Regions from separate parts of the Mus musculus genome. Here region 2 is linked to region 1. Evidence: chromatin contacts called from public Hi-C data. All regions are on one chromosome and are shown on one strand. Each heading gives the region's core, a stretch centred on a gene start, on an enhancer-like site or on the middle of the called end of the contact. The rest is flanking DNA. Distances are from core to core; before and after follow the strand shown.

Evidence for each region. Hi-C and Micro-C count contacts between places; a contact is called where the count stands out from the background.
Region 2: a Hi-C map of the N1E-115 cell line shows a contact between it and region 1, with 5 times the contacts expected there. The contact joins two enhancer-like sites. A contact is called at or near these places in 2 of 484 Hi-C or Micro-C datasets (the N1E-115 cell line and uterus).

The regions. Positions count from the first base shown.
Region 1 is chr1:73,071,450-73,074,149 of GRCm38.p6, forward strand. No RefSeq gene overlaps it. Among named protein-coding and RNA genes, the nearest start is that of 1700027A15Rik, 57 kb to the left of the region's middle. Within about 2 kb of position 1,317, at least 7 of the 459 cell types and tissues checked have an H3K27ac peak or open chromatin away from gene starts, as enhancers often do. A contact at or near this core is called in the N1E-115 cell line, where this site is marked.
Region 2 is chr1:73,455,474-73,458,173 of GRCm38.p6, forward strand. No RefSeq gene overlaps it. Among named protein-coding and RNA genes, the nearest start is that of Pinc, 49 kb to the left of the region's middle. Within about 2 kb of position 1,343, at least 9 of the 459 cell types and tissues checked have an H3K27ac peak or open chromatin away from gene starts, as enhancers often do. A contact at or near this core is called in the N1E-115 cell line, where this site is marked.

The sequences.
Region 1 (2,700 bases), core at 67-2,566:
AAAGTATCATTTCAGTAGATAGCATGAAATGTACTGATATAAATCACATAGCTTATATAGGCAGATGCCCGTGTAGGCAGTATACTGACAAAGAACTCATGCCATGAAGTACCCAAGGGGTGCCCTAGTGTGAGGTTGTTTCACGCATGGGACCCCTGCAGTGCTGGGAAGGGTCTTAGGTTTGGTTTCATCTTCTGTGTCTTGAAACATCTGAACAAGGAGTCCTGGTTTTTGTTTGTTTGTTTTTACTTTTCATCAAGCCCACACAATCCACACCCTCTTCTTTCCATTCAGGATGCCATTCAAGTTCTTCCTCAGGAAAGCTTCCTTTGACTCTTCCCCTACTTTGTTGGGACTGTACCTCAGTTCCTGTGGGAGTCAGAGTAGGCAGACTACCACCCAGAGCTTGGGGCAATCATTGCACCTGGCCTTGCTCAGCTCTTGTTTTTCCTCAAATGGAAGCTTAGTCCCGCTGGGCTACAAACTCACTGGCTTTTTACTGGAAAAAATCGTATAGCTCAGTGCTCCAACGAAAGACTTTGCAATGATTTGCACACATGCTATAGCTTTCCTTCTAACCTGTGAGTTCCTTTATTTATCTTGATGTCCCAAGACAATACTCAAAACTCAGGGTTCCTGTCAATGGGTGATTCGACAGGTGCTAGCTGGCCTTTTCTTTTTGTCTGTCTCTGACCAGGTGACTTTGGTCAATCCCAGGATTCTAGACTATTAGAGAGCAGTCTGCGAATCCATGTGGTCCAATCCATCTTTGAGTGACAGAGACTTAGAGAGTTTTAGTATTTCCCTCAAGAGTCGAGGGCTCAGCAGGAAGGGAGTAGAGGACCTTTGGTCGGGAGCCACTCACTCTCCCTTCCTCTCTGCAGGTGCAGCTTCCTCCTGTGAGTTGTAGAGGGGAGGCAGCCCTTGTCCATCCTGGAACAGCCAAATGGATTCTCCTTGAGACCAGCAGTCCATTAGCCCCATTTCTTCCGGCTTCCTCTGTGGAATGGCTCCCAGGGGCCTGCCTGAGAAGCTCCAGGACCTAGCTGCCTGTCAGCCACTTTATTAAACTTGTTTCCAGATGTCTCCACCTCAGATTGAAGAGGCAGGAAGAGGGTGAGGGCTGGAGTTTGTCCCCTAAATGAAGTTGGTTAGATTGGTAATAAATAATATTTGGTGCTGATGGAACAGGTGGTCGGGGAAGATGGGGAAGGGAGAGGGGGAAACACAGACCACATCCTTCATGAGACCATGCGTGAGCATGAGATGTGAAATGGATGGACAGAGTAGAACATCTGGGGGCAAGAGATAAGGGATGTATGGCAAGGTGTAGATAAGGCAGAGATGGGGAAGACCAGACAGTTGTGACTTTACAGGAGAGCAAGTCAAGGAAGCAGAAAAGGGGAGACTCCTTTCTTGCCTTTTCCAAATGCTCAGAGTCTCTGACAATCTGAAACAAGCTCTGGCATGTAGCAATCCCACCTCTGTTTTCGACATTACATAGTTTCCTTTCTTATTTCTTTTTTCTTCTCTGTATCAAACCTCTCTCCCCTTTCTCTTATAATGACATTGGATCTAGGCCCCTATTGGGTTTTGGATGCACTCTGTTATGCCCTTGGGCTGCCATGTAAAAAGTATTGCAGAGTCCCCAAAGAGGCTTTGAAGACTTGACTTCCAAAGGCCCTTGATTTTACTTTTGCCATATTCCCTGGGCCAAGTCTCTAAGGTCAGCGTAGATTCTAAAGAGTGGGAGCTGGATCTACCCCTCAACTGCGATCAGCTATTGTGGACGGTAAGGTCCTTTCCAGCCAAAGCTTTATTTCCAAAATCTGTTAGGATCTTTTAAATTGCATTGATTGGTTGATTAATTAGTTAACTAATTAATTAAGGTACCCTGGGGATGGAAGTCAGGGCCTTATGCATTCTGGGTAACATTTATACCACCGAAGCACAGTGTTAGTTGATGCCTCTTTATGCTGTGAATCTGGAGACCTTTCCTGCTCTGTGAAGAGTTCAAGACTACCAGCCTCCACTGTGCTGGCTCCTGCCTGGGCTTCTGGCCACTTTGCCTCCCATGCCAATATGCCTTCCTTGATCTGTACCTCTAGAGACAGGATTCCAGACTCTGAAGACTGTCCGGCACCCAGACACAGGGCAGAAAAATGGAATCCTACTGAGGTACAAGCCAGAAGGGACCCATCCCTGGAAGTGTATCTTGTTTAAGCTAGCAGCAACTATGAGAACATTACATGTATACTGGGTCTTACTTGAAAAGCTTTGTATGTACCAACTCATTAGATAATTCTAGCAATTCTGTGATAAAAGTATTATAGTTATACCCATTTTATAAAGAAGAAAACTGAGGCATGGAGAAGTTAAAGTTTAGCTCAGAAACTAAAAAAAAGTTAAGTAACTCACCTAGGTTCATAGTGCTGTAAAAGAGGAATCTACTATTCTGTTCAAATCCAGTTGAAGTGTGTGGTGAGAACCAGGTATAAGATCTGGGAGATGTGTGTATAATAAGACATTTACCATACATTCATGAAGATCTGAGTTTGGATCCTCTGAACCCATAACTGGAATAGGAAGGACTCTGGGGCTTGCTGGCTAGAAAGTCTAGTTTCTAACTCTGTAACACTGCAAGCCTTGTGATCTTTTGTCAGTGGAGGAAGGCTCAAAAGCCTGTGTCTACGACTCTTA
Region 2 (2,700 bases), core at 93-2,592, 380 kb after region 1:
GCAGGTGAATGGGAGGGAGCTTGTTCTCTGTTGTCACTGCTGTTCTTCAAAAAAAATGACTACATTCCACTCAAGGGCTGGTGGACACAGTTCAGCCACAGGTAGTTTCTTCTTTGTCTGTGTAAAGTACTGTACACAATGATTCAGGATACAGAACAAAATGAGGCCAGCTTCATGAACTGGGGAAGATGGCAGCTGGGCACTGGGGAGCAGATAATAAGGCAAATAAATGGAGTGACTTCCTTGGATGTAAAGAAGCTGATGGCCCCAAGGGTAATATGTAGAGAGGAGAAATGGGACCAAAGACCAGGCTGTGATTTGAACCCTTGTTATAAGAGTAGGATTTAGGAACCAGATGATGTCAACAAGTCTGCAAGGAGGAAATTCATATGAAAGACCAGAAAGTGCCTTTAACCATCACCCCCTACCACCTCTAACAGCTATTTCTTGTATCATGATTCATTATGTCTAGTATCCTGGTATCCATATATCCCTGGAAACCTATGCTTATGTCCAGATCAGCAAAGGCATGACCACAGTAGTGGGCATCTATCAATCTGCATAAAGTCAGTTTTTAACAAGGGAACACATGAAAGGGCCTGGAGCCAATACTGACTCAGTCAGGCAAGCAAGACATTAAGTTCCCTCTCAGACTTGCAATTTGAAGGTGGGACTGTGTACTGTGGACAGGATCTCTTGAACTCTAGGGCCTCAAGAGAATAATTCTATACCATCAGTTAGTGAGAACTTGATCAATTAATTTTAAATAAAAAGATAAGACCAAAGTCACAACTTGACAAGGCAGTTCCTTCTAGTCATCCCAACACTTATGGAACACCCCTACAATGGGCACAGCCTTTTATAGGGCAGCAGGTGTAGCCTGGGGCTTGTTGGAAAGTGTTATCCTGACAGAGGAAAACAAAACCAGGGATGAGAGATGAGTAAGTGCACCTGTCGGAATAGAATGGTAATTGCTCAGGATGCATGTGAGGAAGCTCTGAGTGCTGTGGACAAAACCCTCAGTGTAGTCATGAGGAACTATTTATCCTCAATGTCCCTGGGAGAAGGTGGGGCTGATCTTTGGAGCCTACTGGCTTGTATCGCCTTCCAGCTAAAGCTATTAAAGGTGCCTGCTCACACTCAGTGAGTAGAGCAGGCGTTACACAACCTCTGCCCTGCTGTGTGACCCCACAAATGAGGGCAGCTCTCCTTTTTCAAAATGCTATTTTTAAAACAACCAAATTCCCCCACCCCCACCCCCCAGCCCAGAAGAAGGAACTGCTTTGCCTTGCCAGTCTTTGGCACCATCGTGCCTTGCAGTAGATGTCTTCTGCTGTCACAGTGTCCTGATTAACATTAACCACGCAGTGCAAGTGAGTCACTCAGAAAGGATGGAAAGAGCAGATGAAAGATGGTAATTAACCCCTGACACACACACCAACTACTTCAATGTTTGTCCTGAAAGATCCAGAAGAATCAGGACTGGAACACAGGAATCTCAAGTGTGGAATATGTAATAAACGAGAGCAGGAGCAAAAGCTATTACCGGCTCTGTGTTTATCTTCAGTTTGGTGAATTTCAGAAGAGCGTGCCTTTGGCTGGTAGTCCTGGAAGATGTGACTGTTCCCTGCCTGTTGGAGGGCCATGACCTGAACTCTCAAAAATCACAGCTGACCTTGTCCAGCCCTGCCTAAACAACTGCACTGGCGCCATCTCCCCTTCACAGACCTACCCCACAGTCCCAGGTGTATGGACTGAAAGCCATTTTGGGTGGAGAATATATAACCATGAGAGAAAGTTAAAGCACAGAAACACAAAACTCAGGGCTGATCAAGAAGTAATTAAGTATTATTTATAGATCATCTTTCCCTTGCCAGACAATGCAATGGCTTCTTCTTGCTGAATGTTTTCTCCAAGGCTCAGATTCACACATCTCCTTGGAGTCTACCTCCCTGGCCCTGAGACACCTCCCCCCAACTTCCTAGCGAGCACCATGCCCTAGATTTCCTTGTTGACAGAACAGACCTGGAAGAAGCATCTCAGATGGTTTGGGGAGTATTTATAGGATAATTATAAAGTCCCCTCTAAAATCTATGACCATTAACCTGGGTTCCAAATTGAAACTATTTATCATCTGTGCTTTAGTTTCCCCGTCCCCTACCTTAGGAAAGGGAAGCAAGGCTTGGCCAGGAAGGAATGTATAGCTTTGCAGAGTCTGTGCACTCAGCAGGAATCAGGTTGTTATGGCCTGTCAGGCAAAGAAGTAGGCTGATTGCCAGGAGCCTAAAAACCGCAGCCTCTGGGCCTGAACATGGCATACCCAATAGCCACTGGCAGACAGAGAGAGAGAATGCGGTTAGGAATTCCTACCAACAAGTTGCCTGACCTGAGATAAACTGTATCTGTTTTCTGAACACCAGAAAATGTTCAGTTTAACAGGAATTCACCACACTTAGAATCCAGGTCTCCTTTTTCTTTCCCAGAGTCCTGGAGGCTGTATGTGTTTAGAGGTTGTCATGACCTTCCCTGTCTCTGATGAGTCCATTGGAAGACAGTCTTATCCTATCCTATTCTGTCTTACTCTACCCTACCCTAGCCTACCTAAACCTACCATACCCTATCCCACACTACCCTACCCTACCCTATCTCACCCTACCCTACCCTACCTTGCCTTACCCTACCGTACTCTAGCCTAGATTG